Regions from separate parts of the Sus scrofa genome. Here all the other regions are linked to region 3. Evidence: chromatin contacts called from public HiChIP or PLAC-seq and promoter capture Hi-C data. All regions are on one chromosome and are shown on one strand. The core of a region is the stretch at or near the end of the contact, and the rest is flanking DNA. Distances in the headings are between cores, read along the strand shown. Region 1 holds the start of CORO1C (coronin-1C). Region 2 overlaps CORO1C (coronin-1C). Region 3 holds the start of UNG (uracil-DNA glycosylase). Region 4 holds the start of KCTD10 (BTB/POZ domain-containing adapter for CUL3-mediated RhoA degradation protein 3). Region 5 holds the start of SART3 (squamous cell carcinoma antigen recognized by T-cells 3).

Evidence for each region. Promoter capture Hi-C pulls out the DNA fragments that hold promoters and counts their contacts. HiChIP or PLAC-seq counts read pairs in DNA pulled down with a chosen protein or histone mark.
Region 1: an H3K27ac HiChIP or PLAC-seq map of alveolar macrophages shows a contact between it and region 3. The contact joins the promoter of CORO1C here to the promoter of UNG in region 3. A contact is called at or near these places in 1 of 5 promoter capture datasets (fetal liver), 2 of 47 Hi-C or Micro-C datasets (embryonic fibroblasts and liver) and 1 of 2 datasets of contacts at active chromatin or transcription factors (alveolar macrophages).
Region 2: a contact with region 3 is called in a promoter capture Hi-C map of fetal liver, with 7 times the contacts expected there. The contact joins the enhancer-like site here to the promoter of UNG in region 3. A contact is called at or near these places in 3 of 5 promoter capture datasets (fetal liver, fetal skeletal muscle and liver), 14 of 47 Hi-C or Micro-C datasets (alveolar macrophages, embryonic fibroblasts, epiblast stem cells and 8 more) and 2 of 2 datasets of contacts at active chromatin or transcription factors (alveolar macrophages and skeletal muscle).
Region 4: an H3K27ac HiChIP or PLAC-seq map of alveolar macrophages shows a contact between it and region 3. The contact joins the promoter of KCTD10 here to the promoter of UNG in region 3. A contact is called at or near these places in 1 of 47 Hi-C or Micro-C datasets (heart right ventricle) and 1 of 2 datasets of contacts at active chromatin or transcription factors (alveolar macrophages).
Region 5: a contact with region 3 is called in a promoter capture Hi-C map of liver, with 5 times the contacts expected there. The contact joins the promoter of SART3 here to the promoter of UNG in region 3. A contact is called at or near these places in 3 of 5 promoter capture datasets (fetal liver, fetal skeletal muscle and liver), 10 of 47 Hi-C or Micro-C datasets (alveolar macrophages, embryonic fibroblasts, heart right ventricle and 6 more) and 2 of 2 datasets of contacts at active chromatin or transcription factors (alveolar macrophages and skeletal muscle).

Annotation. Positions count from the first base shown.
Region 1 is chr14:42,061,515-42,064,214 of Sscrofa11.1, reverse strand. It overlaps CORO1C (coronin-1C), which reads right to left and starts at 1,360. Exons shown (of 11, transcript XM_001929345.6): 1 at 1,233-1,360.
Region 2 is chr14:42,126,111-42,128,810 of Sscrofa11.1, reverse strand. All of the region lies in intron 3 of CORO1C (coronin-1C), which reads right to left. Among named protein-coding and RNA genes, the nearest start is that of SELPLG, 31 kb to the left of the region's middle. Within about 2 kb of position 1,355, at least 44 of the 83 cell types and tissues checked have an H3K27ac peak or open chromatin away from gene starts, as enhancers often do. A contact at or near this core is called in alveolar macrophages, fetal liver, fetal skeletal muscle and 6 more, where this site is marked.
Region 3 is chr14:41,756,489-41,759,188 of Sscrofa11.1, reverse strand. UNG (uracil-DNA glycosylase) reads left to right here and starts at 1,348. Exons shown (of 7, transcript XM_003132925.6): 1 at 1,348-1,579; 2 at 2,258-2,464. The coding sequence starts at 1,451.
Region 4 is chr14:41,441,301-41,444,000 of Sscrofa11.1, reverse strand. It overlaps KCTD10 (BTB/POZ domain-containing adapter for CUL3-mediated RhoA degradation protein 3), which reads right to left and starts at 1,373. Exons shown (of 7, transcript XM_013982975.2): 1 at 1,140-1,373. The coding sequence starts at 1,358. It overlaps UBE3B (ubiquitin-protein ligase E3B), which reads left to right and starts at 1,249. Exons shown (of 28, transcript XM_005670735.3): 1 at 1,249-1,657.
Region 5 is chr14:42,222,384-42,225,083 of Sscrofa11.1, reverse strand. SART3 (squamous cell carcinoma antigen recognized by T-cells 3) reads right to left here and starts at 1,332. Exons shown (of 19, transcript XM_005670755.3): 1 at 788-1,332. The coding sequence starts at 1,102. ISCU (iron-sulfur cluster assembly enzyme ISCU, mitochondrial) reads left to right here and starts at 2,514. Exons shown (of 6, transcript XM_003359136.3): 1 at 2,514-2,568; 2 at 2,571-2,641. The coding sequence starts at 2,529.

The DNA.
Region 1 (2,700 bases), core at 111-2,610, 310 kb before region 3:
CAAGGACAGCCTACATTAAGGCCAAATATAGGATGTGATTCTAAACCACGATGCAGTAAAGCTACGTTTCCTTTTCCAGAGACCAAAACCCTTTGAACACTCCCAAAAAAGGACGGCAGGGCCAGCGCCTCCCTCCAAGAGGAAGCCCCTTTCTTCTCGGCTCCCCCGCAGCCTGCCACTTCCCCCAACACATTCAAATCATTTGAGAGACGGAGAGCTGGTGCTTGCGCGCCCGTACGCACAGGCGGGAGGGCTCGGTTCTGCATTTCCACCCTCAACATCTGAGCTCATCCTCAGTCATTTAGGCGCAGCGGAGCCCCACCTGCACCGCGCTCCTTTTTGCTGCGTCCCTCGCCAGCTGCTCCGCTATTAGGGGAGCGTATCTCTGAATCCTGGGTCCAAGCGGACGCTCCAGGCCCCCGACCCTATAGCGTTCCAGCCCCGTTCTTCCTCTCCCAACCCTCGCCCCCTCCCAGCCCAGCGCTCCCACCATGGGCTTATCCTCTTCCCAAGCCGCCCCCACCCACATCACTCCAGCTCTTGCCCCGCCCCGCCCTCCTCGACCCCCAATCCAGCTATTAAGGGCCCAGAGCCCAGCTCGTACCCCAAAGTAGGAAACCCCCAGACCAGACCGCCGCCCTCGCCCCTCCTAAGCAAGGCCCAGCACGTCCCGGCCCCACGTGAGCCCAGCCCAGGGCCACCCCCCAACCCCCTAGCTCCCCAGGGCGACTCAAGCCCCGCCCCCAGGCCTGGAGCCCCCTGGCCCTGCGCCCTAGCCTCTGGCAGCCCCTCCCCACTCAAGACGCCACCCAACCAGGCGGATCCCTGACCCCTAAAAACCTCCCAGGGTAACCGAGTCCCTGCTCGGTTCCTCACCAGCCAGAAGGGTTCTGGGCCCCTAAAAGTCTCCCCTGGGCAGCTTCCTCACCATAAGGACCCGGGTTCACTCTCCCCATTCTGGGCACCTCGGTCCCCAACTCCTTTCCCAACCAAATCCCAAGGCTCCCGCAGCAGCCCCGACCCCTTGGCCCCAGCACACCCGCCCAAGCGGGCTCCTGGCCCAAGGATCCGCGCCGCGCGCGACCACTCCAGCTAACCCTGTCCTCTCCACCGGGCCCTGCCCCACGCCCCGCCGGCTCCTGTCAGCCAGCGCCAGCACATGCTGAGAGGACAGGGTCTGTCCGCCCGCCCAGCTCGTTCCCAAGCTGCCCCGCCGGGCGCGCGCAGCTCACCAGGGCCGAGGTGCCTGAGGCGCCGCCGCCGAAGTCCCCGCTGCAAAGCCCGGCGTAGCCTCCAACCGCTACCGCCTCCCGCCTGGCACTGAGCGCCGCGCGGGGGAGGGGCGCGGACAGCCGCCCCCGCCCCCGCCGCTGCACGCAGGCCCCGCCCCCGCGCCGCACCGCGTCCAACCAGGGCTGCCCGGCTACGGCGCGCCACGCCCACTTCCGGGAGGGGAAGCCCGCTTCCCAGCCTGTGTTCCACGCCTTACTCTCCCTAGCGCCGCTTCTGGTCGTGCCGAGGTATGCAGGTGGACCGCGGAGGAAGGCGGTGCCCAAGCGCACGCACCTCCCACTAGTCCTCTCAGTGGCCGAAAGGCCACGCCCACTGCTCCTCAGGACCAGGAGTGGTGTCCTTTAGAGCTCCGCCCACTGACCTGCTTGGCTCTGGAAGGCCACATCCCCCGGCTCCTCAAAAATTCCCCCCGAGTCTCTTAAAACCAGAACATCAGCTGCTGTGCACCCCGCCCACTGCCCCATCCAAACCCTTCGCCAGCCTCCTGGATCCCTAGGCCCAACTACTCTCTCATTCCTTCATAACCAGCCCCTTGTCGTCACAAACCCCACCCCAACTTCTAGAAGCCCCGCCCATAGCCTAGCAACCCTATTCGCGGTATCTCAAGTCCCGCCCACTGCCCGCTTTACAGCTTTAAAACTCCAAGCCCCGCCCAGAATTCTCGAGTCCCCGCCTCTGGTTCCCGAAGCTCCGCCTCTGCTGCCATTGCACCCTCCAACCACTTTTGTGGACTCCCGACGTTATGCTCCCCCTTCCACTATATTTGGTCACTTCGCTAGCACAAAGTGGGGGTCCCGGTGCTGTACCACACCAACATCCCCCACCACTACACAGGAGGGCCTTAAGGTCTTGACCCCATTTCGCAGGTGAGGAAATGAAGGATATAGGGTCCCTCCCTTCCTCTTCCTGGCCAAAGTCCCTCACTTAATAACTGGGCAGCCCAAGCTTAAAAGAGCACCGAGATTCTTTCTCTGCTGCAGTCAGACTGTGTATCCTGGGGCAGTTCCCTTCGTCCTCTTGGCCTGAATTTCTTCATCTATAGCATGAAGTTTTCCTCTTTATAACCAGAGATCATTTCTCAAAAACCAAGTTCTAAAATGCCAATATTTGGAGAAACTGGGCCTGATGAACTGAAATGACCAAGCAGACCATCTGAAAGGATAGGGCTTGCTTGCCCAAAGCAAGGCATCTTTGTTTTGTTTTTTAATAATTTTATTTTTTCCATTATAGTTGGTTTACAGTGTTCTATCAATTTCCTACTGTACAGCAAAGTGACCCAGTCACACATACGTATATATATTCTTTTTCTCACATTATCCTCCATCATGCTCAATCACAAGTGACTAGATACAGTTCCCAGTGCTATACAGCAGGATCTCATTGCTAATCCATTCTACAGGCAAGAGT
Region 2 (2,700 bases), core at 106-2,605, 370 kb before region 3:
TCTAGGAATCTACCTGGCCTCCCCTAACCCCTCCCCCAGACCACTGCCTCTCTCCACCGAAAGGGGCAGACTCTGACCCAGGCCCCTCTCCCCTGGGGGAATGGGCATCTGCTACCATCCATCATTACCTCTTTGCTTTCACCCTGATACGCACCATTTTTATTCAAGGATTTATGATCAGTAAAACTGCTCCACACTGAACTTGGTTATCTGAATATAAAACAGGACTAAAATTTTGAACAGAAGGAACAGAAAACAACTAATGATTTGATCAAAGCACAAAGTCGGGAGAGGAACAATTATGAAACAGGACTTTGGTGACTCAACAGGAAATGCATTTTGCAAGACGAATTCTGACCCACGCTTACAACAGAAAGAGTAGTGATATACCACCTGACGCCTCCAGATGGCAGTGTGACCACTGGCTGCTGGATTTTTCCCACAGGGATCGTAAAACCTTCAGTGCCTGACCCACCATGATTAAATAGTGCCTTTTCTAAATCCCTAATGAGGCGTGGAGTGATGGGAGGCTTTGGATATAACCAGCATTTCCTGCTTAAATATGAGGGTGGAAGTAGAGCTCATAACAGGACTTCATCTTCTCCTTTCTCTAGTTTCATCTTTTCCTTGGATTGCCAGGAGATTTTGATGGAGCAAAACGCTTATTATGCAATTTTGAAAACGAGAAACCTCTCTGTCCCTCCTCTGTCTCACTTTTGGCAGATTCAATGGTCTCCTCAACAAGGCTTATGCATTTTCATCCAGGCACCTAACCCATCTCACGATCTCAGTCACTCAGCCATGTAGCTCTTTCCTTGAGTAACCACCACAGCACAGGCCTGTTACCAGGCAAGGAGGGAAGGATAACACAGGCTCCGCTCTCAAGGGGTTTACAATCTAAAAAAGCAGAGGTGTCTATGAGACTGGAAGCCAGACAGCAAAGACAAGCAGCTGGCTGGAGCAAGGGCTCTGAAGCCAGAGACCTTGGTGCAGATCCTGCCTGGGGCCTCTTACTGTGATGGTCCTGGGCAAAGAGCTCAACATCACTGCGCAGGGAAGAATCAGGACCTGTACTTCCTAGGGCTGCTTTGAGGATTAAATGCATTAACACTGCCTGGCACACAGTCACCTCCAATGCAGTGCAGGGGTGAGGAATATCCTGATTCTGCTATCAGCTGCAGGACCTTGGGGACATTCACCTAAACATTTGGGGCTTTGAGTTTCCTCATCTATAAAATGAGTCTATAATAATGAACCTGTCCTCACTGGGCGTGTCTGGAGACCAATGTGGTAACATGAATACAAAGCACTCAGAATAATGCTAAGGCAGGCTGTGGGTTAAGTGTTAGCTGTGGTTATTACATGTCCTTTTCACTAGGAAACCACAGTCTACGTCACCAGTGTGACGCTCGGGTAAGCTCAGTGCTGAGTAAAAATTAGGTTACCTTCTTGCTACCGAAGCTTGGTACATCCAGGAAGGCTCCCGGAGGAGACAACCTCTAAGGATGAATAGGAGTTAGGTGACAGGTGGAAGCAGGAAAGATGAAATGGGAGAAGGAAGGAAGGAAATCAAGTATCCAGTTTAAAAGCAAAAAACACAGACGCAGAGAGCAATTTTCTAAAGAGTAGATGCTCCAAAAAGGCTGGCTGAGGGGCATGACGGGGAAAAGCACCACGTATAAAAGACAACACAGGCACAAGGATTCCCACGGGAAGACACAGTGACAGCAAAGCCTGTGTGATGAAACGCAAAGACACCGGGCACTCTGGCCTGTGCTGGGAATAAAGGCAGCTTGTTCTCCAGTGGGCCTTGGGGAAGAGCCGCACATCTGTAAGTCCTTCCACACGAGGCCAACGCCCCCCTGGTCAGTGCCTGCTGGCCCTGTTCACAGGCCTGTTGTCACATGCTCTCTGCTGCTGCCAGGAATGGCCTTCCACAGACTGAAGAGGTCATGTGGAGTCCCATTCAGTCCCTGTCCGGTTTCTTGTGTGTAACCTGGGACACAGCCCAGGGTGGTGGTGGAAAGGACCTGACCTGGCTGTCAGAAGACATGGGCTCCTGTCAGGGCTGGACACCAACTGGCTACGTCAGCATTAAGAAAGGACCTTACTCCTGAAAGCCTTGACTTCCCTGCATGGTACTGGGGACAGCATCAGCTCTGCTTCCTCAGGGGTAACTGGAAAGGTCAAACGAGTTGAATCACGCTGCACCCCCAAGCACTACCCGAATGGGAAATACCGCAAACAGGGTGACCTTTGACAAAATCGTCACTCCTTGGGCCTGTGCTTCCTGAGCGGTAAAGCGGGACATACTCCTGCCTTATTGTGCTGTTAACAAGGATTAAATATAGTCACCACATAAAGGTTTCAAACAGCGCGTGGCAAATAAAAAGATCTACTACATGTTCACCATTACTTTTCTTGCTATAACTGTGACCACTATGACCTCAACATGTATTTTACATCTGAATGTCAGGATTCTGTGGAATGAAATTAATTTGCCTTTAAATTAATGCAGCCCTGTACCCAACTACCTAATTTATGTCCAAGATATCCTATGTGTGAAAGCTCTAGCTAGTGCCTGGGCCAATTAGCACAAATGAGATCAGCTCTGATCTCTAGGCTGGTCCCTTAGCTTTTCTCAGCTCCACGGCCAGTTAGTACGTTAATACCAATCAGCTTTTGCAAAAACATATGTGG
Region 3 (2,700 bases), core at 99-2,598:
TGGTGTTTCCCAGGCTAGGGGTCTAATCGGAGCTGCAGCTGCCAGCCTACACCACAGCCACACCAGATCCGAGTCGCCGTCTGCGACCTACACCACAGCTCATGGCAACGCCAGATCCTTAACCCACTGATGGAGACCAGGGATTGAACCTGCAACCTCATGGTTCCTAGTCAGAATCAATTCCATGCGCCACGATGGGAACTCCTGAATATAGATTTTAATTTAACTTGGGTAAATACACAGGAGTGGGATCGCAGGGGCACACTGTAAGTGTATGTGTCATTTTATACAGCACTGTGAAATTTTTCAAAGTGGCTTTTATTTTATCATTTGAAAAATAATTGAAAATTAAGAGCCTCTCTTCTTCTTACACATCAAGCCCCTTGTTCTAGGCTCTGAAACACAACAGTAGCAAGGATAAAGTCCCTGCCCTCACACAGGTTACATTTTGGAGATGGAGACAGAAATAAACAAGGAAAGAATAAATAATTTTAGAAAGAACAGAAGCTACAAATAGAGTGACCTGCTAGAAAATGGGGCAGGAGAAGGCCCTTTGAAAGTGGGGTCTTGAGCTGAGACCTGAAATTTTCCAGATAGAGAGGCAGTTTGTGCAAGGTGTAAAGACCACACAAGGGGTGCCTGTGAATATGCTGAGAGCCAGCTTCATCGTGTCACCGGGACGGGGGTGGGGTGTCAGCAGCCTTACCAGCAGGGTAAGAAGCAGGGATTTCATTCCAGGCATGTTTGGAAACTATACAGTTTTAACCTGGGGATTATTAAAGGGTAGTTTACATTTCAAAAAAGATGACTTGGTAGTAGCCAGGAGACAGAGCGGCGTTTGACTTTATTTTGGAGATATAACCAAGACTACATGTGATGGTTTGGATGTTCCCCGGAGAAAGGAAGAGACTTGCAGGTACTGGGGGTGAATGGTGGTGCCTTTGGGAGGGTGACTGGTTTTAAGTTTAATCGTCCTAACCTCTATTAAAGTCTCCCCCAAACCTTACAGGTTGGGCCTCTGGGCCTTAGTTTGTCGTCAGTAAAACAGGTGGTGAAAATTGGATAATGTTTTTGAATGCAAAACTTGAATGCTAATTTCATTCCCACAACAACCCTAGGGGAAGGTACTTTTATCTTCTTTTTGCTTCTGAGAGGTGGAGGGACTTGCCCAAGGCAGAGGTAAAATGAATAGGAATAAAGAAACAAAGTACAGAACTGAATCGAACCGAGGAGCCCCGCCCACTCCAAACAGTTCACAGCCCCATGTTGCCCCAGGGCCATGGCTCAGGAGCCCCTCCCGCACATGCGCACTAGACCCTCTACAGCCCCCCGCCCAGACCGCAAGTCGGAGCATGCGCGGGCCGCTTGGCGCCAACTGCTCATCGCTCCAGCTGGCGCCAACCTCGCGGGTCTCCTGGCGTCGCGCTCTCGCTCCCTCCTCGGCTCCAGTATGATTGGCCAGAAGACGCTCTACTCCTTCTTCTCCCCGAATGCCTCCGGGAAGCGACGTGCCTGCAGCCCCGAGCCAGACGACCTGGGGACTGGCGTGGCTGCAGTAGTCGAGAATGGGGATGTGACGGTGAGGCGCGGCGGGGGCCGCTTATGGGCCCGGGGCAGGGGAGAGAAGGGAGGGCGAAGAGGGTGAGGAGGGTGATGAGGGCGAGGAGGCTGGCAGCCCCTGCGCGACTTAGGAGTTGCAGGAACGTATCCCTGACTGGGTAAGCTGGGGCCTCCACGTGTTCAAAACAGCCGCCTTGGTGCCCAGACGGCGGCCATGGTGAGGGATCAGCCAATGGGGGCGACCCTCGGGGACCATGTCACCATTCAGAAGCGAGGGGGCGGCCCTGCTGGGCCGGCCCTCCAATCAGAGGAGGGAGGGCGGGCCCTCGAGGAGAGGTTTTGCCGCGAAAAGGCCACGTGGGGACGCGAGTGGCGGGACCCGCGGGGAGGCGGGGCGTCTGGGTGCCCGGCCCGCCTCCCCGCGAGCTCCTCCCGGAACGCCGCGGTCCCTCTTCTAGCCATTCTCCCGCCCTGTTTTGGTGCCAAACTCGAAATTTGGGGCACCAGCCTGCTAGTGCCGAACTGGGATCAGCTCTGGGTTCCCAGAGTCCAGTTTTGCACAGACCTACGCGGTAGGGCTGAAACCCTACGAATGGGTGTTCTTTGCCCTGGGCTGTTGGGTTGGGGGCGGAAGTTGCGGGCCCCTGGGGGAGGCCTTCTGCAGCTGGTGACCCGCCTCTGCGGGGACCACTTGCAGGCCAGCTCCGTCAAGAAGATCCGGACAGGGCAGGAGGAGCCCGGCACGCCGCCCTCGTCGCCACTAAGCCCCGAGCAGTTGGCCCGAATCCAGAGAAACAAGGCCGCTGCGCTGCTCAGGCTTGCAGCGCGCAACGTGCCGGTGGGTTTTGGTGAGAGTTGGAAGAAGCACCTCAGCGGCGAGTTCGGGAAACCATATTTTATAAAGGTAATCGTTCAGGCTGCGGGCCCTTTATCTTGTTCATATAGCCGGCCAAGCCTACGTTTTAGGATACTGCCTTCGTGATCTCCTTTTCCTCGTTCAGCGTCCTTTTTACGCTAAAAGGGAAAAATACAGCCATGATGTTTCTCAACTGCACAGTTAAAGGTCTTTAAAAGACTGAGATAACATAGTTTCTTTTAACCTCTTTGGTTAGTCTGCTTTCCAGGAAAGGGGCATAGTAA
Region 4 (2,700 bases), core at 124-2,623, 320 kb after region 3:
GAAACAGACTGCTGGGCCCCACCCCCAGAAGTCTGCGGGACGGCTTGAAAACTTAGCCTTTTCTACCAAGTTCCCAGGTGATGCTGCTGGTCTTTGAGAACAACTGCTTTGTGCTTCCTTCCCCTCAGGTGGAACTTATTTTGCACAAAATACTGTCGTCCTAAGTCAAATACAGGTTGAATCTTTTTTTTTTTTTTTTTCTTCAGCATTGGCCTTGGTACTAGTGTGCCCTAAAGACTGCACTTTCCAGGGAGGAGCCATGGGACAAACAAGTAAAAAGAGAATGTGGGTTGAACTTTGGTCATTCCCACCCAGGGAAAAAGCTATTCGAGGAACAGACCCTTGATGGCTTTCAAGCACAGAGAAACCACCCCACAGCTAGGAGATGGACTGTGAGACACCCCAGCTCCTTAGGCGTGACCACCTTGGACCTTGAGGGAAAGGACTAGATAGGTACCCAGGAGCCAGATAAGGGGCTGGACTGCGTGGCGAAGGGACCCTGACTTCAGACCCCTGGCAATCCTCCGCGGAGTTCCCAAGACCCAGCGCACACTCGCCCGTGGGCTCCCTCCATTTATTTCCTCCACTCCACTGGTTCAGGGGTTCAGACGTACCTGGAAGCCACTTCCCCGAAAACCATTACCTTCTACCTCAACTTCCAAAGCTCCCTCAAAGCTCCGCTCCTAAGGATCCCACTTCACCCTCTCATAACCAACCCATCTCTCCTTCACAACCCTCCCCAAATTCTCATTTTCCACCCCAAATGTCCGTCTTCAATAACATCTCTTTGTTCTCTCTTTAATCACCAACTCCCATTTCCAAACAGCCCTAAGACTCAGAGACTGCCCTCTCTACTCACCCGCGCATATATTCCCAAGCCCAGATGCCCTTTCCAGGATCCCCAACAGCCAGGGACACCCCCCCTACACACACACACAATTTTCTCACGTACAGTTCTCCGTCCAAAGCCCTTCCCCCACCCCGGGCTCTCCCCGCATCCTAATGCTCCCACCGCCTCTCCCCTACCGCAGCTGCCCCTCAGCGCACCCCTCCTCTAGGTCTCTGCCCCCTCTACTACGCCTCTGTCCTGCTCTCTCCGCTGCCTAGAGCCCCCAGTCTATGGGCACCGCCCTCCTTACCATGAAAAGTCGGAGGACGCCGGAGTCTCCAAACCCGGACTGAAAGAGACAGGAAACACCCAGTTCGCGTGAGCCGGGGGCGGAGGTGGGGCCGGGGCGGGAACTTCCGCTCTCTGCACCCTCCTTCCGCCCCGCAGAGGGCACTTTCCTAAAGGATCCGGTGTACCCCCAGATATAGGATTCCTTCCTTCCAAATTCCTCGGTTCGAATACGCTGCATCTCTTCTCGGACGAGTCAGGAATTTATCCTGCTCCTGAATCATCTGTTTTGCCAGCTTACAGAGAGGAGGACACGATGTATGGAGGTTTTCCTTCCCGAACGCAGAAGCTCTAAGGAACTTTCGTTTCCCGGAACCGAATAGCTGTTTCCCGACGGAACTCTCATGGAGAACACCCCGGGGCAAGATGGCGGTCTGGCCGCGGCCGCTGCCCCGGGTCTGGTACAGCTCGGCAGTTTGGGGCTGAAGCTGTGGTCACTGCGGCCCCGACCTCTAGCACCGGGGCCTCGAGCGGATAAAGGTCTATGGCCTGCGGGTAGCGAGTGGGGACAGGGTCTTGGGTTCTCCGGGGGCTGGGGCCGGGGACTTGGAGGGAGGTGGCCCGGAGGCCCGAGTCCCTGCTTTGCCTGGTCGGAGGGGCAGGTGCTGGGGGCTAGCTTTCGGGCTCCAAGGGTGTCTCTTCGAGTCCTTTTTACCTCTGGGACAATAGGCCTTTATAATCGGACTTATCCTGGGTGGAAAAGACTTGTTATTGTCGTTGTCGATGCTGAGAAAAGACGCCGGGCCTCAGGAGTCATCCAAACCGGAGTTTGAATCCTACTTATTCTGACCTTGGGTAAATTCCCTCTCCTCTCTGAGCCTTACTTTCCAACTCTGTAAAATGGAATAATGAGCTCGTGCCACAGAGGGTGATGTGTAATTCAAATTTTAGTACTGTGCCTGACACTCGGCTCTCAATAAAAGCAGCTGGTGTTAATGATATCAATAAAGAAAAACTTGGTAGTGATCTAACTTAGCCCCACAGGCAGCCTTACATTCTCGACTTTTCTTTGCCTTCTGTGAATAGGGGGTCCCTGGGTCTTCGGTATTTCACTTAAAATAAATGATCCTTTGGAGTTAGGAGTGGATTCAAATTCAGGGACCTAGAGAGCTCTGGCAAGACATGTCCCTTCTCTGTGTGAAGGTGGGATTGAAGATAGCCTGCAGGGGAGTTCCCGGTGTGGCGAAGTGGTTAATGAATCCGACTAGGAACCATGAGGTTGCAGGTTCGATCCCTGCCCTTGCTCAGTGGGTTAATGATCCAGCGTTGCTGTGAGCTGTGGTGTAGGCCGCAGATGCGGCTTGGATCCCCTGGTGTCTACAGCTCCAATTAGACCCCTGGCCTGGGAACCTCCATATGCTGTGGGAGCAGCCCAAGAAGTAGCAAAAAAAGACCAAAAAAAAAAAAAAATAGCCTGCACCTACATAGGTTGTAGCCTTCAATAAATGATAGCTATTACTATTAACAGTCCTGTTGCTTATTCTTAAGAAAATTAGACTCTTGAGATCTGATAGAGCTTTTGG
Region 5 (2,700 bases), core at 83-2,582, 470 kb before region 3:
CTGAGATACTGAACCATCACTCCTGACCTAGACACAGTAGTCCCTTTATTGACCTTTCTCACACCATCCTAATTTGAACGTGCCACCTGGGATCCTCCGGCTGCGATCCTGGATTACACAGAAGATACTGCCACCTGCATCTCATAAGGTAACTGCTAACACCAAGCCCTAGGCACTAATTACCGTTATGACAATTCAATGTGTGCGAATCCTTTCTCCCAATTTACAGAAGAGGAAGCGGAGGCTCAGGGAAATTAAGAAACTGGTCCAAACATATGCAGGTGTGTAAGAGCCAGATCTGGGTCTTGGCCTCCAGACGCTAAAATCTCTACCTCTCCATTTCTATTACCACCGTCACAGTCGCTATTTTCCCTACCACGCCACAGCCTATCATTGTCATTCCTACAGACAAATAATTCTCTCTTAAGAAGACAAATTTATTTCTACTGCTGGACACAGTTTAACAGTGTGGCTAAGAGTGGGAGTTCTGGAGTCGATTCGAAGTTCAAGGCCTGACCCGCCACCTGCAGGAAGTGTATTCTTGAGCAAGAGAATTCCCTCCACCAGGAGCCTCAGTTTCCTCCCGTAAAACGGGAAATACGCTACTTCCTTCACCGGGTCGTGTGAGGGTTCAACGGGATAACGGTTGCAAAGCTCCGATCGAGCGGTAAGCGCTTGAAGGTCTGGTTTGGCGGCCTTGGCGGCTTTATTCCCGCCGAAGACCGGGGAGGCGGGCCGGGGCCTAGGGACCCAAGGAAAGAAGCCCGCCGCCCACCCCGCGGCCCACCTGCTCCTCCAGTCGCTCGATCTCCAGCTGGTTCTTCTCCTCCTCTTCGTCGTACTCCCACTCGTACTCCCCGGGGGAGCTCTCGGCTGAGGAAGCCATGGCGTACTCCTCATCTCCATCGCTCTCACTCACGCCTTCCTCCTGCTGGTCCCACTCTGGCCCGATGGTCTTGTACGTCGCAGCAGCCACAGCCCGCGATAACACCTTCCTCCTCGTCCTGGCCGCCTTAGCCTCATCTTCTTCTCCCTCGGCCTTGGGCCCGGCCTTTGGCTCTGCCTCCGCTTCCGAAGCCGATGCTGCGGCCGCCGTCGCCATCTTGCGCTTCCAGTGCCTCCTGGGTCCTCACTCAGCCGCCAAAGACCCTCTGAAATAGGAGCTGCCCGCGGAGCGCGCCTGATCAAAATCCCCCTCTCTTGCCACCTAAAGAGAAACTGTGAGCCTCAGATGAGGGAAAAATCTAGAAATACAACAAATCTATGTCACTTTATATGCTTTTAGTAATTCTCCTTAAGGGTAAAAAACTCGCTAACAGGGCATGTGTTCCGCCACAACTCGGGACAGAAATTAGGTCCTTAGACAGGAAGTGGACGCCATAGAGGAAGTCATGGACAGAGCGTGATGATCGACGTTCAGTGTTTGGCGCCATCTTGAGAAGGTCAAAATGATTCTTGGCATAAACGGCTCTTACTGCCTGGTCTGACTTGGCGCGTAGTTCAGTCTCCCCAGCAACCGAGCCTCACATGCAGAGAAAAGTCCAAGTCCTCAGGGAAGGATCAATTGCACGACTCATGAGAAAAACTCATTTCCCCTTTATGTAATGCCTGGTGCCTAGTAGTTAGACACACACGTGAGTTTTCATTTTATAAGCTCCTGTTCTGTAACCCAACATTAATAAATCATATTATTAAGCATCTATTTAGAATCTCTTCATTGCCAGGCCTTGTCATATAAATTGTGTTTGCTTTTTAATAAAGGAATAGACATAAACGTAAATTTTTATTAAGTTTGGACAAAGTATTCGTTTAATTAAGCTTCCTATTTTTTGAGGTAGGAAAGTCTTGCTGTGTCTATTGCCTTTCTCTCTCGTTAGCAAGCTTAATTATGTCAGAAATTATGTCTGTTTTTGTTTGGGATCCCCAAAACACCCCGACACAAAGTGGACATTCAAAACATACTTGCTCAACGGGTGAAATAGTTGTCCTTGAATTAGTACACAAGAGATCAAGGTTTAGAAGGACGATGTCATTCGTCTAGGATCACACAGCCAGTAAGGAGCAGAGCTGGGATTCTAGTTGAGGATTGTCCAAGTTTGCATCCCAACTGAGTCTAACTCTCAGGGCAACCTCAGACAAGTTCCTAAACCTCTCTGACCCTCAACATTCTAAGCAGCAAAACAGGGCTAAGAAAGGTGGAATGGTTGATCCTCTGTGCCGCATTCCGGCAGTGGACTTTGTGAACATAAATTTGCGTCCGGAACTCCAGCCTGAAGCCCCTCAGACCCATAACCCAGCACGGAGGAAAAACCGTCCTGCGAATTCAGACCTTTGGGCTCCACGCCTCGCCGGACTCGGAGGGGCGTGGTCAAGGCGGGGCCAAGGCGCGGACTCAAGCACCGAGCGGGAGGGCGCAGGCGCAAAGTCGCCGGGACTTTAGAGGGGCGCGCTCCAAGCCGGGTGCCAACTCGTGCACGAGCCCCTCCCCTCGGTCTCGCGTTCGGCCTGCGCAGGCGCAAGTCCGCAAGATGGCGGCGGCTGGCGCCGGCCGTCTAAGGCGGGCGGCTTCGTCCTGCTGCTCCCGGTCCCGCGCCTGCCTGCTCGGGAGCTGTCAGCTCCGGCTCGGCTCTATCACAAGAAGGTAGGGGCGGGCGAGGGCGTGCGCGGGGCCTGCACCAGCCGGGGAACTAGGACCGCCGA